Regions from separate parts of the Sus scrofa genome. Here regions 1, 2 and 4 are each linked to region 3. Evidence: chromatin contacts called from public Hi-C and promoter capture Hi-C data. All regions are on one chromosome and are shown on one strand. The core of a region is the stretch at or near the end of the contact, and the rest is flanking DNA. Distances in the headings are between cores, read along the strand shown. Region 1 holds the start of LONP2 (lon protease homolog 2, peroxisomal). Region 2 holds the start of LOC100626752 (UPF0547 protein C16orf87 homolog). Region 3 holds the start of PHKB (phosphorylase b kinase regulatory subunit beta). Region 4 holds the start of ORC6 (origin recognition complex subunit 6).

The links. Promoter capture Hi-C pulls out the DNA fragments that hold promoters and counts their contacts. Hi-C and Micro-C count contacts between places; a contact is called where the count stands out from the background.
Region 1: a Hi-C map of embryonic fibroblasts shows a contact between it and region 3, with 2.7 times the contacts expected there. The contact joins the promoter of LONP2 here to the promoter of PHKB in region 3. A contact is called at or near these places in 1 of 5 promoter capture datasets (liver), 1 of 47 Hi-C or Micro-C datasets (embryonic fibroblasts) and 1 of 2 datasets of contacts at active chromatin or transcription factors (alveolar macrophages).
Region 2: a contact with region 3 is called in a promoter capture Hi-C map of liver, with 2.8 times the contacts expected there. The contact joins the promoter of LOC100626752 here to the promoter of PHKB in region 3. A contact is called at or near these places in 1 of 5 promoter capture datasets (liver) and 1 of 2 datasets of contacts at active chromatin or transcription factors (alveolar macrophages).
Region 4: a contact with region 3 is called in a promoter capture Hi-C map of liver, with 4 times the contacts expected there. The contact joins the promoter of ORC6 here to the promoter of PHKB in region 3. A contact is called at or near these places in 2 of 5 promoter capture datasets (fetal liver and liver) and 1 of 2 datasets of contacts at active chromatin or transcription factors (alveolar macrophages).

The regions. Positions count from the first base shown.
Region 1 is chr6:36,464,020-36,468,459 of Sscrofa11.1, forward strand. It overlaps LONP2 (lon protease homolog 2, peroxisomal), which reads right to left and starts at 2,166. Exons shown (of 15, transcript XM_005664451.3): 1 at 1,782-2,166. The coding sequence starts at 2,014. The region is part of intron 1 of ABCC11 (ATP-binding cassette sub-family C member 11); the gene reads left to right.
Region 2 is chr6:37,782,529-37,786,941 of Sscrofa11.1, forward strand. It overlaps LOC100626752 (UPF0547 protein C16orf87 homolog), which reads left to right and starts at 1,971. Exons shown (of 4, transcript XM_003355829.4): 1 at 1,971-2,369. The coding sequence starts at 2,304.
Region 3 is chr6:37,191,581-37,195,641 of Sscrofa11.1, forward strand. It overlaps PHKB (phosphorylase b kinase regulatory subunit beta), which reads right to left and starts at 2,050. Exons shown (of 32, transcript XM_021094236.1): 1 at 1,904-2,050. It overlaps ITFG1 (T-cell immunomodulatory protein), which reads left to right and starts at 2,052. Exons shown (of 18, transcript XM_021094239.1): 1 at 2,052-2,487; 2 at 3,984-4,056. The coding sequence starts at 2,154.
Region 4 is chr6:37,942,000-37,946,290 of Sscrofa11.1, forward strand. It overlaps ORC6 (origin recognition complex subunit 6), which reads right to left and starts at 1,951. Exons shown (of 7, transcript XM_021094248.1): 1 at 1,567-1,951; 2 at 46-217. The coding sequence starts at 186. VPS35 (vacuolar protein sorting-associated protein 35) reads left to right here and starts at 2,100. Exons shown (of 17, transcript XM_021094246.1): 1 at 2,100-2,199. The coding sequence starts at 2,197.

The DNA of each region.
Region 1 (4,440 bases), core at 916-3,415, 730 kb before region 3:
ACGATCCGGCGTTGCCAGGAGCTGTGGTGTAGGTTGCAGACGAGGCTCGGATCCTGCACTGCTGTGGCTCTGGCGTAGGCCGGTGGCTACAGCTCCAATTGGACCCCTAGCCTGGGAACCTCCATATGTTGAGGGAGTGGCCCAAAAAATGACAAAAGCCAAAAAAAAAAAAAAAAAAAAAAGGTATTTGATCACAAGATTTTGACAAAAATAAGACATTCCTAACCCTTTCCAAATTCACTCAGAGGTAGGCACGCCTCATTTTTCAAAAGGATAACTGCAGGTGTGTGTGGGGGTGTTCTAAATTGAAAATATCTCAAGAGATAAGGAGAGGGGGCAGGGGGCTTGGAAAGCAAGTTTGAAGATAATAGCAGAGGGCAATACTATGTATCAGCACTCTCCAAAAGAAACATAATGTGATGCAGGTATGTAATTTCAGTAGCCACATTAGAAAGTAAGAAGAAACAGATGACATGCTAATATTTTACTTAGCCCCAGATATCCAAAATATTACCATACCAACTTTTTGTTGTTGTTATGGCCACAGCCATGGCATATGGAAGTTCCCAAGCCAGGAACTGAATCTGACTTCACCTGTGACCTATGCCACAACTGTGGCAATAAAGGACACTTTTACTCCACTGCCCCAGGCAGGGAATCAAAGGGCACCTCTGAAGCAACCCCAGGAGCCACCGCAATCTGACTCTTAACCCACTGCACTACCACAGGAACTCCACCATTCCAACATTTAATCTTTACGTATTTATTAATCAATAAAACATTTTTCATACCAAATATTCAAAACCTAGCGTGCACTGTATACCTATAGCACACTGAAGGTGATCAACCACCCTGGCTTGTCTGGGACTAAGGGGTTTCCTGGGACATAGGACTTTCAGTGATAAAACCGGGACTGTTCGTGGCGAATCACAGCAAGTGACCACACTCTAACATCTCGATTTGGACAAGCAACATTCCAAGCCCTCTATAACCCCAGGTGGCTAGTGGCTACAATCCTGGACAGTGCTACCATTTATCCAGCGTGGCACAAAGCAGACCACATACATTATTTCATCTAATCTTCATAACACACCTGAGAGACGACGCTGTTCGTTTCCAAGTTACAGAAGAAAGAAAGCAGCACAGGGTCAGCCTGACACTCAATTAGGACCATAGTGTAAGAGATCTCGTGATAAGCTTGGGGCCTAAGAAATGAAATGTTATGAGATGAGAAGACAGGAAAGTTCCAGAAAGGGAGACAAGGGAAAACGTGAACAGGTAAGGTCCTTTAGGAAGGAAAACAAGCAAGCACGAAGGGGAAAAGGGGGGCGGGGGGTTGGAAGAAAGCTATCCCCAATTAAGGAAGAAATGGTGCAACTTAGGATGAAGCAGGGAAAAGACAAAACGCGTGAGCCTGCAAGGATTTCAGTTTAAGAGGACCAAAAAAGGGGTTGGGGGGCAAGGAGAGAAGAGGATAGGGAAAGGAAAAGAAAGTGGGTGGCCCCGGAAAGTGAAGAGCATCGGCCTAGGAGCCTGAAGACCCAGGGGGCGGGGAGGGAAATTCGCATTAGATTGTCAGCAGCTAATTGTGCAGTTTTTACGACTCCATGAGTGAGCTCATTTAACAGTTACGAGACATTCCTCTGTCATCCCCGTCTGGCATGTGAGACATCTGAAGAGGCCGAACCCCGCCGCGGGGCCGCCCGGAGCCCCGCGCCCCGAGGCCGGGCAGGGGTCTCCGGGAGGAGGCCGCGCAGCCGCCGCCGGGCCGCCCGGCCTACCTGTGCAGCGGCGGCAGGTCCTGCGCGTCGCTGGCCGGGTCGGGTGTGTTGGGAATGACGCCCAGGATGGTGCTCTGCAGCGATGTGCCCTTGAGCAGCCGGCTCCGCACCAGCTGCAGGTTGCGGGGCGAGTCCACGCTGGTGCGCATGGTGGAGCCGGGCAGCAGCACGCCCTCATGCGTGAGCAGCAGCGGGAGGCGGCTGGGGATCTGGATGGGGTTCACCAACGACATGGCGACTGCCCTCCACGCTGAGGAGCGGCTTCAGGAGAAAGACGCGGTGCCCCGCGCGGCCTATCCGGCGGCAACAGCAGCTCTAGCCCCCCGGCACGCCGCCGCTTCCGGCCCGCGCTCTCGCCCGCCCCCAGGCTCAGCCACCGCCAAGCACCGCCTCTTCCCGGGCGCCGAACACTTTCGAAGAGAGGCGCGCGAGGTATTCCGGAGGGTCCCGTGTCGCTGAGCCCGCTTCGGTCTCAGAGCTGAGTTGTGTGGCCAAGGGTGCTCTCATGTAAATTATGTCCACTTGAAATGTTTGTGCCTTTCTTTTTAAATTGACTTTAGGTGTACAAAAACGTTGCAAAAATATAGTAGAAGTACGGTAAATGTACCTTTCACCCAGCTTACCCTGTAATCGTTTTACACAATCACAGTTCAGTCGTAAAAGCCAGGAATTAACATGTCTAATCTATAGGCATCCACAAATTTGCCAGTTTTCTCACTAATGTCGTTTTTTTTCTCGTCCAGGATCCCGCTTTTCATTTATTTGTGATGTCTCCTCACTCTTTTTTTCTTTTTTCTTTCAAAGCTTTGGTACTTTCAAAGAGGTTTTTTGTTTGTTTGTTTTTGTTTGTTTTGGTCTTTTGTCTTTTCTAGGGCCACACCCGTGGTACATGGAGGTTCCCAGGCTGGGGGGTCTAATCAGAGCTGTTGTCGATGGCCTACACCACAGCCACAGCAAAACGCCAGTTGCCAGCCAAGTTTGGGACCTGCACCACAGTTCAGGCAATGCCAGATCCTTAACCTGCTGAGTGAGGTCAGGGATCAAACCAGAAACCTCAAGGTTCCTAGGTTCCTAGTCGGATTCGTTTCCGCTGTGCCACGACAGGAACACAGAGTTTTGGTCTCTTTTTTTTGTAGAGTGCTTCTCAGTTTGGGTCTATCTGATATTTTCCCAACATCAGTGTTATATATTTTTAGTAGCAAAACCACAGATGTGATGTGACCTGAGGGATATATGATGGCGAAATGTCTTACTAGGGGTGATTTTGACCGTGGTTACTTAGTGAAGGTGGCATCTGCCTGCTTTCTCCACTTTAAGTTACTATTTTCTCGTTCTAAGTAAAGTATCTGTAGGGAGTTAATTCTACATGTATTAGTTGGAATTCTTTATGAAAAAGCTACTCTTTCTCCCTAACTTATTTACTTATTCCATTTTTTTTTCTTTTTTTTTCAGTTTTTTTTTTCCTTTTTTTAATTTTTTTTTTTTTTTTTTTTTTTTTTTTTTTTTGGTCTTTCTGCTATTTCTTGGGCCGCTCCCACGGCATATGGAGGTTCCCAGGCTAGGGGTCCAATCGGAGCTGTAGCCACCAGCCTACGCCAGAGCCACAGCAACGCGGGATCCGAGCCGCATCTGCAACCTACACCACAGCTCACGGCAACGCTGGATCGTCAACCCACTGAGCAAGGGCAGGGACTGAACCCGCAACCTCATGGTTCCTAGTCGGATTCATTAACCACTGCACCACTACAGGAACTCCTCCATTATTTTTATGTTAGTGTGAACTCATGGATATTTAGATAATTATGGATTATAATGCAATACTGTCATGTGTTTCCTGCTTGAGTTTTTTTGGGTTTGACCATTGGGAGCTCCTTCCTGTTGGGATTTGGCTAGGTTAGAGAGGGAAAGTTTTCCCCAAATATGAAGTCCGGCTATGCGCTCAGAATCTAGGAAGAAACTTCCAGTCTAGTCAAGTCAACAAGCATTGGTGGAGGGCCTGCTGACTGTGGAGGGCAGAGAAGTAGCAGAAGGCAAGGTCCTACCCAGAAGCACTTCTTGGCCAGGGGCACAGACCCATAAACAGCCAGGTCTGATAGAGCACAGATGGAACTGTTTGTTTCTATATGCTCAGGTAAGGGAAAGAGAAAGCAGGTATCCTGGCCACTGTGCTGGAGACAGAAGGGCAGAAACTCGAGTCTCCTGCCTAAAGATCTGACATGCTCCCAGCTTCTATTCATGCAGTAAACAAGTCTCTCCCTCTCTTTTTTTTCTTTATTTTTCTTTTTAGGGCCACACTTGTGGCATATGGAAGTTCCCAGGCTAGGGGTTGAATCAGGAGGTGTAGCCACCGGCCTACACCACAGCCACAGCAGTGCCAGGTCCCAGCCGAGTCTGCAACCTACACCACAGCTTACAGCAATGCCGGATCCTTTAACCCACTGAGCGAGGCCAGGGATTGAACCTGTGTCCTCATGGATGTTAGATTCATTTCTGCTGAGTCACAAAGGGAACTCCAAAAAAATGCCTTCATATACGGGATATTATGTTAGGTGCTGGAAATACATCGGTGAACACAGCAGATGAGGTTCCTGCTTTAATGGAGCTGACATTCTAGGGGGAAGAAACAAACAGTAAGCAAGGAAAATCCTTTGGGATGATG
Region 2 (4,413 bases), core at 721-3,220, 590 kb after region 3:
CGTCCATGGCCACACCTCTCCCCCAGAAAAACAGCTTCTCAAATTTTGCTTAATATTATGGGCTTAATGGATTTTTAAATTTTTTATTTATTATTATTATTTATTTATTTTTATGGCTGCATAGGGAAGTTCCTGGGCCAGGGATTGAATCCAAGCTGCAGCTACAACCTACACCAGAGCTGCAGTGACACCAGATCCTTTAACTTACCGTGCCAACGGGTATTGAGTCCCAGCCTCTGCAGCAACCCAAGCCAAGTTGGATTTTTAACCCACTGTAAGAACTCCTGGCCTTCATATTTTTAAAATCCCACTCATTTTTTTCTTTATTGTCCATCCTCTCCCCTGTGCCTTAGGTCCAATACTAGGTCTAATACCTGAGGCATTTTGCTGGCCTAATCTTTATTAACATCTAATATAATCCATTATTTCCCATCTTAAAACCCTTACTGCCCCATTGGCTTCATCCTGAGTTATGATAGCAAACTCCTTCCCATGGCAGCAAAGACCTTGCTGCATAGCTAGACATGGCCCACCTTTCCGGCCTTAGCTTTTTGCCCTGTGCTCAGTGTACACACAACACCAAAATGCTGAACTCTCTCCCTTTGCTTACACTGTCCCATCTGCCTGATAGGTTCTCACCTTTGGTTGGGCAACTCCACCTGACATACTTAGGGATTTGGTTTTGGAGATAACTTCTAGAAAGCCTTCTGGGACCACCAACTCCCCCAACAGTGGGTCAGGGCACTTCCGAAGTGAGCTGTGTACAAATCCTTCTCCCTTTTGTGAGGGAAAAGGTCATACTAGGTTGACCTAGTGGAAAATTCAAATAATGCAATAGGATACGGAATATGTCTTCCTCCTCTCCCTGCCCTCCAGTTCCTTTATATGCAATATTACCATATTATTTTTGCACAATTTTAAACAAGATGTTCTATACTTTGCTTTTTCAATTAACACTATTTTGGAGATCATTATATCACTTCATGTAGAACTATCTTATTCTTTTGAAGAGCTGCCATGATACTCTCTTGTATTCATACCTTAATTTGCCCAAGTAATTCGCTGACTGACACCCGGGCTGCTTCTGATTTTTCTCTGACAAGCAATGCTGCAAAGTGAAATATCTTTGCACAAATGCATCTGGACACAGGTGGAGAATATCTTTTTTTAAAATTCTTAGGAGTGGGATTGCAAGATCAAAGGTGAGGTGGATTTTAAATTTTGATACAACACTCTAAATAGTCTACCGATATACTCTTTCCAGCAACAACCCAATGCCCCTGTATTCTAATGTTAGGCCGTCTACACCTCCAAGTTGCGTGGTTTTTTTTTTGTTTTTTTGTTTTTTTTTTTCCCCCTTGGCTTTTTCAGGGCCTCTCTTGAGGCACATGGACGTTTCCAGGCTAGGGGTCCAATCGGAGCTGTAGCCACTGGTCTACACCACAGCCACAGCAATGCCAGATCTGAGCTGCATCTGCAACCTACACCACAGCTCACGGCAACGCCCAATCCTTAATCCACTGAGCAAGGCCAGGGATCGAACCTGTGTCCTCATGGATATTAGTCGTTTCTGCTGAGCCATGACGGGAACTCCTAGATTGCGTGTTTGTGTTTGAGGGCAGGCATCTCCTATTCACATTTGTTTGGCAGAACTGGCCTTCAATAGCTATTTGACTTAACTTTGATACCTCGCAGCGCGAGCCCAAGGCTGGCATACAGTAGACTCATCAGATGTCTATTACGATCCCTCAATGATTAGACCTACTGAAGCTTATCAAATGCCCATCTGTGCTAAGAGCTTAACCTTCTACCTGCTCTTCACTCTCACGTGCTCCTTTCTCGGGGGAGGGGGCGTGCTCAGCACCACGACAACTCCTACTTGGACAGTCGTTGGTCGAGCCCAACGCCCGTTACGACCGAGCCCCGCCCAAACCACGCCCCCACGCCGGCCGTCGGGCCGAGAGAGGGCGTGTCCATTGTCCCGCCGGACGATCCAGACAGTCTCCTCTCGTGAGAATCTGAGGATCCGGACGCACTCAGGGACCCGAGCGGTGTGGGTGGGCGCTTGTTCCGTGGTCACCCGGAGCCGGCGCACGCCGCGCCCCGCCCCCTCTACACGCAGGCTCCGTGCGAGTGCACGCACGCGCCCGCGCGCGCACCCGCTATAGCCTCGGTCTGGCCTGCGGGGACCCGGCGCGCGGAGGCCGGGCCACTGAGGTACGAGGGGCGGAGCCCGAGCCGCCGCCGCTGCAGCCACCGCCACCGCCGCCGCCGTCGCCACCGCCGCTGCCGCCAGAAGGAGCATGTCTGCAACTCGAGCCAAGAAAGTGAAGATGGCCACCAAATCATGCCCGGAATGCGACCAACAGGTGGGCTCCGGGGGCCGGCCATGAGGGCCAGCGGGGCGAGTGCGTGCGGGCGGGCTGCGGTTGTCGGCGGCCGTTGGCTGTGGAGAGGCCGCTTGGCCGGGGTCCCGGCGGCAGAGCGAGTGGGTCGGTCCTTGGGCTCGGTGGCCACGGTGGGAGTCCGGAACCGGCCGGGCCGAGCAGAGGGGTTGCTGGGGAAACGTCCGCGGCCGCATCCCGGCCGGTGCCCACCTGGCGGCGGTCAGACGGGGCGAGGGTCTTGCTCTGTAGTCGGGCCACGCGAGGGGGGCGTGGGTTTGTCGTGAGCTGACGGGGCGCCCTGTCCGGACTCTCCCTGAGTCGCCAGGCCGGCTCCGGTGACAGCGGCAGGAGTGAGGGGTCAGTGGCCCAAGTGGGCGGAGCACAGCCCCTTCAGCCCCCTGCTGCCCCGACGAGAATACCCGATGTGCCCCCCGACTCGGAGTCCGGGCTCCTGGCTCCGAAATCCCCCTCCTGCCACGCAGTGTTGCTTTGTTCCCCTTTCATTTATATACCCTGGACCCCGCAAAACTCCCCACCGCGACCAGGGCTCATGCTTGAATGTGACAAAGGGGTTGCAATGTAATAGTTTTTAAGTTTTGGCTTAGCTATATTTATTATATTTTTGACGCGAATAATTGTGGTTCTTTTCTATACGTTGTTTTAAATGGAACGTTATTGAATAACGCCCCTTTGAAGCCCTTCCTTTTGGGGAGCTCCTCACTTCCCCCCATCTGCCGCGGTAGTCACTGTTAAAAAAATTGGCATTTCTGCTTCCAGATCTCCTAAAAAACATGTAGGTGGTTTTATGAATTTTAAATGACTGCTTTCTACACCATTTTTTAATGGTGTCATAGTTGTAATTATTAAAAATCTCGTTTTAGTGTTTTAGTTTAAGCGTGCCTCATTTTTTTTTTAGCGGAATAATACACCTTCTTCTAAACGTTACAAACTAATGAGTTAAAACTCGGTTAAGAGCATTAGTGCCTTTATTTCATGCCAACATGCTGATCTGGGTGTGTTTTTTTCTTTTCCACTGAAAGAATTTTTTCAAAATGACTACCTCTCTCCTCCCCCTTCCTTTTTCTTTCTTTCTTGCTGCTTTTTTTTTTTTTTTTAAATCAAGAGCAATTTGAAATGGCTGAAGACTTAAAATAAGCTGATTTCAGTGCATTCTTTAAGAAACTAGCTTAAAGGTTGATCAAACATTTTAACAGAAAATGTTGCATGTTTTGTTCAGTATCTCTTATAGGCAGTGGTAGATATGCTGATCAGAGGAAGGCTGTGCAAGGAGAATTACAATTTATTGATCTTATGAGTTTATTGAATATGCAGTATAAAAACAGTTTAGTATGTTTTTCAAAGTAGAGTTAAATTTCGATTCTTACCAATAAACTAAATTTACTAAATTCTGAAAAAAATTGGACTTTTTAAGTCTCCTTGCAGATTATTTCAGTATTTAAATTATTTCCATTTGTTCCAATTAATTGTGCAGAAGTATAAATTTTACATGGTATGCATTATGCATTCCAGTTTCTGTGGGGCACCAGTTTTTACAAATCCTGACCTTGTTGTACTTGGCAAGTAACCTTTTGGGAAAAAAATAACCTGTTTTTAAACAAAATGTGAACAGCGTTTTCTTTGGGAAAAAAATCACATTAGTTTTGTTGTTACACAACCATCTCTCCAGCTGCCATAACAGAATATCATAGATTGGATGGCTCAAACAGCAGTAATTTATTTTCTCACAGTTCTGGAGGCTAGACATCCCAAGATCCTGGGAGAAGGGAGAGCTTTCTGGTATCTTTTTTTTCTAAGGACACTAATCCTGTCATGAGGGCCCCACCCTCATGATCTCATCTAAACCTAATTATCTCCTCTCCAGATACCATCACATTGGGAGTTTGGGGTTCCCATCTGAATTCGTTGCTGGGGTGTGGGGGATGGTGGGAGAGCAGAGGCACAGTTCAGCCCATAGCAAGCTACAACATAATTTAAAGTGTTGGTTTGTGGTGTTCTTTATTTTAAA
Region 3 (4,061 bases), core at 800-3,299:
CTGAAACCTCAACTAATTTGGAGGGATGACTACAAATGGTATCTCTTTTACGGTTACAATAGAGACATAAACCAACAGCCAACATTTATACAAGGTACGCAACTACTTTGTACATGAAACTGGTTTTAAGTGGCTGCATTCAACAACAGTAAAATAAAATTTGAAGTTTTCCTCAGTAAAGAAAGAGAAGGTAGGTTTTCAAAGCTTACTGTTATGACATGCAGTTCTGAGGAAATTAAAAGACTGGAGAAGAAAATAAGCCCTATAGGTTTATTAAAGGAAAAGAGAAATGCTGTAAAATTATACGATGAGGGTAGAGCTCAGTTTCCTGTAAGAAAAGTCCAGTTACTCTTTGACCAGATATTATCAACCCAATAACACTTTTTGTAGCTTAGAAAGACTCATTGTTAGTGGTCAACTCAATACTTTAATATGACATGAAAAGCCTGAGAAAAATGTGAAACAAAAATAAATGTGACTATATGGAATGGTTGGCCAACAGGGACCTGCTATATAGCACCGGGAACTCTATCCAATATTCTGTGATAGTCTATATGGGAAAAGACTGAAAAAGAATGGATGTGTGTACATGTACAACTGAGTCGCTTTGTTGTGCAACAGAAATTATCACAACATTGTAAATCAACTATACTTAAAAACATTAAAAAATGAAAAAAAAAAATGTGACTATTCCCAGTAACTGTACTGACCCTAAAATGTATTAAGGACTCATTTTTGAAAAATTCGTATTTTAGTGGTAGTTTTCCTTGAACCCTAAGTAAATAAGAGCAGAAATTTTTTTAAGGTTTAAAAAAACAGAATGAAATAAGCAACAAAGATTGGGTGCATTTCTCCTGTCAGGTTTATGAAATTAGATACTTTCGTCAAAACAACAATAACGACAACAGCGTGTTCAACAGATAATTAAGAATTCTCTTAATACCAATGAAAATGCAAAGTTTTCCTAGAGCTATGCTTTTCATTGTTCTTAGATGATCAACTTTGACATTAGCATCTCCCAGCACTAACTTACATAGTAACATCAATCCCTTAAAAGGGAAGATTCTTAGTTGAAGTTTTGTTAGTCCACCATGTTTCCTGTTTATAGGGATACTTTTAGCTCAAGATTACATCTAGCCAACCAGGAATAAGGGAAGTTTCAACCCTGGCTCTTAGACTGAGTTATCAGCCACAAGTGCTAACTTCGAGGTTGTGACTCTGCAATTTGAACAAGTCAGCTCAGGACACTTGAACAGTTATAACTGCTTGCACAGCGTGTTCTGACCTAGGTGGCCTCGCATTTAGGAGCCACAACTGGGAACTATGCGTCCTGCGGCCACTTGCCCAGGGAAGAGGTCTACTTCCTTCTGAGACTTAGCTATGCTCAACCTGACCCACTTCAAGGCCTGAGGCCCTGCCCCCCTCGATTTCTTCCACAAAGATAACTGGCTAGAGATCAGAACTTGTAATATGAAATGGACATATGAAATAAGGCAAAGAGTAGCCGCCGGTTTTCCAGGACGCGATTATAGCCGTATCTAAGAATGAAGCTAGCTGACTTGCAGGGAAGAACACACGCAGGGAGGACACTCTCAGGAATGTGGCGGCCTCCTGATTTCTAAGTAAGAAGACTCCAGGCAAAGTCAGCACAACACCTACTTTTCCAGTGGGAATACACACGCAATAAAGTTGGGGAAGCATAATGGGGTAAGGTGTGCCCACCACCTAATTTCTAGACCTGGGGGAAGACATCAAGAGGAAGGCAGGGACGACTGCCTGTCCTAAGGGGAAGTATTCGGGCACAGGTTCATTCCAGGACCCCTACGTGCCTCCCGCCCAAGGCGCTCGAGGGGGAGCACCACCTACGGTGCGCGTGAAGGGGTGGCGCCCCAGACAGCCAAACCTGAGCGCTTGGTCCGGGCCCTTCGCTCCAAGACCTTCCAGCTCACTTCGGGCCTGAGCCCCGCCATCGCGATCGGGCCGCTGCTTTGGCCGCCGCCCCCAGGGCCGCTTGTCAGCTCCGCCCGGCCGGCCCCGCCCCCCCGCGCGACACTGTCGGGAGGCGCGCCGGCCGGAAGTGAGCGCGAGGACGAGCTTCGCCCTGGCTCCGCGGCGTCCCGAGCGTCAGAGGGGCAGCCCTAGGGGAGAGTGCGATGGTAGCCGGCCGCAGCCGTACGGACGTCCGGGCTGCGCTGTTTGTCTCTCGGCCGGCAGCACGGTGCTTTCCGGCTGCCGTCAAGCGCGGCAGTGGGCTGGAGGGCGGGGGCCGAGGGGCTGCCATGGCGGCGGCGGGCCGGCTGCCGGGCTCCTGGGTGCTGCTGGCGCCGCTGCTTGGGGGGCTCGCGCTGCTGGGAGTCGGGCCAGTCCCCGCGCGGGCGCTGCACAACGTCACGGCCGAGCTCTTTGGAGCCGAGGCCTGGGGCACCGTGGCGGCCTTCGGAGACCTCAACTCTGACAAGCAGACGGACCTCTTCGTGCTGCGGGAAAGTCAGTGCTTGCCCGGCCCTCCCTCTGTCCGCGTACTCCTCCTGGTGTTCCCCACACCCCTTGCCCGGATGGCCAGTCCTCCTGCATTTCCCGGACCTTCTCTCCCAGCCCTCTCTGACTTTATTTCCAGCATCGTTGATAGCTTGCGGGTTTTCTACATCTTATTCAAACCCAGATCCCGACCCTAACACTCCACAGTTTGATCCACTCCCACCAGCCTTAGAAACACGGCAGTCTTGTTTTGTTTTCTTTCCCTGATAGGACCCAGCCTTCACTCGTCCATCCGCGTTTTCCTTACGGAATCACCTGCCTTCCAAAGGCCTTCCTGATTCCCAGCAATCTTTGTAGCTTGCCTCTAAGTTCCTTCCCAAGGCCCCGTCATTCCTATCTGCTTTACTTCCTCCAGCCTCCCTTCCCCTTTGATCAGCTGCAGAAGGTGCAACTTGACAGTTTCCTCCAATAGAGGACTCCTCCTTGCCCCCTAATAAATCCAGTGTCTTATTGGAAAAGGATTTTTAAACTGCAGGGTTCTCCCTTTTGTGTGCATAAGATTTCCTTGCTTTGGCCACCACCCTAGACTCCAAATCTCTTCTTTCTTCAGCTCGAGGTTCATGGGAGTTCTTTAACATCACTAAACAAACTTTTGTAAATCTTGATGCTTAGGGCATTAGAGGCTGTGAAAGAAGGCAGTGAAGCCCTTATACAGAGTTTGATGGGGTGTCGGCCCAAATCTTTGGGGGCCCTTGCCAGGGCCCCAGAGCCTCTTGTGGACCCTGAATGTTTTCCATATCTTTGTATAGCTCCATGTACTGCAAGAAGAGTGCCTTCCGCCTAACCTTTAGCTATTCCATCCTAACTGCATACGGGGACTCTCCCCTTTAAATATGCCCTGTGTTTTGAATAAACTGTCTCGAAAGTCTGATCCAATGAGTGCACTTTGAGCTCCAAAAATGCATCAACCTGGGGGATGGTTCTACAGGAGACACAAAAAAACAGTCTTTGATTCAAGTTTTTCTGCTTAAATACAAAGTCACTTCCTCGTTACTACTCAGATACCTACATACGATAGGAGGTCTTATGTCCTTGATGTGATGCATCCATATGATGAAGTAAATACCCTTGTAAGGAGGCTGAGGTGTTGGGTTTGAGGAAGGCAAGACTTAATACATAGTATAGTTATAATGCATATTCTTTGTATGCTTCTTTTAAGTCAATCGGTATGACTCTGGCAGAAGCCATTGGCTTCAATTTGTCTTGACCAACTATATTTTTCCATGTTTATCCTTCTAATTTCTCTGCTGCTTTGAATACTGAATTCTTAAAAGCTGTTAGGAATCTCCATTCCAGCAGTCTAATAGGACCAGCCTTGAGAGGGCAGGTATACTAGAGTAAAATAAAAGTTTTCTTGTTGAAAACAGTGCCCAGAAATCTTCTTGTAAGCACTGATTGGATGTCTTACCAGGAATATTTTTCTAATATATATTCACTTCTTTTAGGAAATGAGTTAATCGTCTTTTTGGCAGACCAGAACGCACCCTATTTTAAACCCAAAGTAAGGGTATCCTTGAAGTAAG
Region 4 (4,291 bases), core at 701-3,200, 750 kb after region 3:
CAGTGTTGCACTAGAGCATTCAGACATGCAGTGGGACCTACTTACCCTGTCCAAGGGGCACTTCATGCAGGAAGCTGCAAGGTCCAGGCACATGACTGCATTGCTGGTTTCTGTGGTATGTGCAGACAGGCCAATACACTTCACGTGGGACAGTCGCAAGTACTCCTCTGCTTTCCTGAGCAACATTTTTTTTATTTTTTAGGGCCGCACCTGTGGCCTATGGAAGAACTTCTGAAGTTCTTTTGGCTAGGGGCCAAACCCAAATTGCAGCTGCTGGCCCACACCACAGCCACAGCAGCATGGGATCCAAATCTGTGACCTACACCACTGCAACGCTGCATCCTTAACCCACTGAGTGAGGCCAGGGATTGAACCTGCGTCCTTATGGGTACTAGTTGGATTCGTAACCCGCTGAGCCACAACAGAACTGCCTCCTGAGCAACATATTCACTAAAATTCTTATCTAGAAGTTTGGCCCTGCACTTTGGTAAACAATTAATTCAGCCTGGTGACTTCGCTGTGAGCCTAAGTCCTGTGCGAGTTTATTTGGGGCTGGGAAAGAAAGTCCTATCCTTTAGGGGAGGACAGGATTCTATAAGACAGAACAAGCTCTCTGACTACAGACACGACTGTGCTGAAGTTCTTTCAGGTAAAAGTTCTTGAAATCCTCCAAAAAACAACACTTCTCTCAGCCTTCCGTTTCTGGAAAAAGCATGAATTGTTACAGAGACAGGCAGGTGAGGCCAGGGTTCTGCCTTCCTCTGAATCAGTAGTTCTCAAACTTTAGTGTACAAGTCAGCCACCCTGGGGCTTATGAAAACACACTGCTGGATCCCAGACCCAGAGTTTCTGATCAGTAGGCCTGGGGAGGGGGGGGTTGGGGAGAGGCAAGCGTCAAGAAGATACTGATGCTGCTGGTCCAAGGACCACACTTTGAGAACCACTGTGCTAAATGATTACGAGTCCAGGAGGTCATACTTTTAATCTTTTAATAAGTCCTCCTTCCCTTTCCTCACCTAACTGACAGCCCAGGAACTAGGCCTAGTCGGGCCCTTCAGTTTAGCTACCATACTTTATTTCCAACTCCGGATCACGCTAAAATCCTTCCCACCCGAGGACTTTAGCACAGGTTGCTGCCTCTGCCGGCCTCTCCCCACATCTTCCCGGGGCCGGCACCTTCTATCATTCGGGTCTGGGTCTCAGCGCAAATGACATCCCTCCGTGGCTTTCCCGCAAGTTTTCCGCCCCACCGCCAGCTTCGTTTTCGGCGTTGTCGTTGCCAATAAAGACACAGCCCTCCATGGGTTCTGTATCCAGTCTACCTGCCTCAACGCCGTCAACAGACCCTCCGTAAGTTTGCGTAACGACCCAAGTTCTCCGCTTCTCTCCTTTTCCCCACTGTGCAGCCCCCAGATCCAGGACGTCTACACTCGCGCCCTTCCGGCCACCTCCACTGCCGGGAGGCTTTTCTTGAAGTAGGGCCTAAATCCCGCCTTCGCGCGAGAAAGGCCGGGGCCTGGTCCGAGGAGAGCGCAGGGCCTCTAGGGCGTGCGCGGCTGGACTCACCTCAGCACCTCCGGCTCGGCAATGCCCAGGCGCGGGGCTAAGCGCCGGATAAGACCAGAGTCCATGGCGCCAACAAGAACCACTCCCGCAAACAGCTGCGACACTACGAAACCCGCGCGCAGACACCGCGCCCGCCTGTGGGGGCCGGGCCCTAGCGCCCCGCTGCATCTGGATTGGTCCAGAAGAACAGTTAAGGCCGCCTCGCACGCCAATCCTGGTATTTCTTCTGCGCATGCGCGCTGCGAGTGCACGCTCCAAGGCAGAAAGTGAATGAGGTCGGGCGGCTCCCACTTCTTCCATTCCTCCCTTCTTGACAGACTCAAACCCTGCCTTTCACTCTTGCTGTCTCCTTCCCGCAGGAGAGATTCCCCGCTACTCTGCACTGCCCCGCCCGCCACACACTGTGGAGAGACTGGCTGGAACCTAAGTCCATCAGTCTAGCGTAAAGTGACAAGGGCCAATAAATACGCGAAACTCGAGGTTCCTAGAAGCCGGCCAATAGAGGAGCCGCCTGTAGGGTTCGAAGGCGGAGCTGGAGGGGGCGGGGCTTGGAGGGGCCGCAGAGTCACCTGACCGCGGGAGGCTCCGCGCGGGGTGGGTGCTGCTTGCTGCAGGCTCAGGGGAGTCGCCATGGTGAGTGCTGAGGGGCAGCGGGCCCGGGGCCAACCCTTTTCCCAGCCCCTGCTCGCTCCCACCACCCTGGAGCCCTGCGAGCTCAGTCGGGGCCCCGCGGCCTGATCGGGGCTAATACCAGCCTGGCTTGGCCTGTGGGATAGGGGACAGCCCGGGGAAGGCCGCAGACGGGTTGATCCGGGCCCGGGTGGGTGGGTGCGGCGCCTGGCCGCTGCCGTTGCTCTTTGAGGGGCTGTCTCAGCTCCTTGCCTGTGGGGGTCCCGGAAGGCCACCGCCCCGCCTTGAGGGGATCCCGAATACCGGGTCTGGAAGTCTGGGTGGAACGGGGGCGTGCGGAGGGCCTGAGGCTCAAAGGTGGGGTTGGGACCCGCCCAAAGGCTGCTTCCTTGCTGGCGTTTCCACCTTTGTGCCTGGTAGTGCTTTCTTGTCCCTTTCGTGTGCAAGGAATACCTTCCGGAGGGGCCATGATGGTGCCCTGGCCTTTCTCGGCCTCATAGCCCCCTGCAGTGTATGTTAGCGAATTCTAGGGACTCGCTTACGTGAATTTCCTGGAAGGACTCATGCTATCTGATATGCTTTCATTCTGAGAGACGGAAAGGAGACTGTTGTTTCCTTTAACATTTGTTCATTGGGCGCTCTGGCTCTCTTTCTGAGTTCCCCATTGATGAAATCCAAGTATTTTACTTACTGGAAGTGGGCATTCTCCTTAGCGCCTCTCCGTGATGGCATCAAGTCTGGCTTTTGGCCCGTGAGCTTGAACTTCCTCAAAATGTGAATCTTTGTGTCTAGTTTCCACAAAGGCAAGTTGTCACTTGCATTTTATTAACGCTTGACATAGTCTGCACCATGTAAGTAATGTTTTTGGATGTTGGTGTACAGTATGTCAGGTTTAATTATCTCACTATTCACTTTATATAGTCAGGCTTCTGGAAACCTGTAAGCCTGGAGACAGGCTTCACTTTAAATGTGTCAATTCCAAAAAGCAGTATTAAATGTTTGACATATATTACTTTCATATAATTTGATGTCATACAAAGTGATTTTGCTTATTTCTCAGAATTTTTAGTTGGGAATTGATATAGGAATGCTGCAAAAATTAAATTAGGACAAATGTTTGTTTCTCAACACTCAATCTACGACATTTATAGGGTTTCATAATCAGAGTATTTAACTGATGTTCTACTATAGGTCTTGGTTATGTGTTGGATGAACCAATTTGAAGCAATGAGCCAGACACAGAGTTCTGTCCTCATGAATTTTATGGGCAACAAAAACTTGAGGAGCAGACTCGTCATAGCCACTGTCTTTGTGACTTGGGCAAGTCACTCGATCTTCTTTGAGTCTCACTTTTATATCTGAAAACAAATGTTGGCCTCTTGGGCCTTTCCCAATCCTAAAATTTTAGGATCCAGTTCAATTCCTCATTCATCTTATATGCTTTCCAGGCTGGGCACTGGAAACTAACCCTTGCTTTCAAAGAACTTAAGAGTCTAGCAGGGAAGACATGCTTGTGGAATTTAATGTAATACAGTCATTACTAGCCCTGTCATCTTAGTGTTGTGAGGGCAAGGAGGAAGAGAGTTCTACCTGGGGAGCTCATCTTCTGAGACCCTGAAGAAGGTGAGCAGAAATTCTCCAGGTGGAGAAGAAAGTGTATTGCCAGTAGGGCAAGCTGGAGAAGTGAATGCTCATGGTGTATTCCTGGGGAAACTTACTGGTAAATGGAATTGGAGACACTTGAGTATTAAAATTATGTTTGGATGTTCTCATCCCTTCATCATCCTTAGTTCTCCCTAGCAATAGTTCAATTGCTATTTTGGTGCCTTATTTTAAAAATAATACTTTCATTAACATAATGAAATTCTGTACTTTAGTGAGACTATTTTCATTTTACAGTTGATTTGCATTGCGTTGTTAGATTACATCTACAGCATATAGCGGAGGGATTGATGAACAAAAAAGTTTCTAGGATGGGTGGGGATAATTGCTGGTATCTAAGGGGAATATAATAATAATGGTAACACTTATGGGAAGTTCTTATTACCAAGTGCTAAGCACTTCTGGGGCTTTGTTTGTGTCATTTCATTTATTA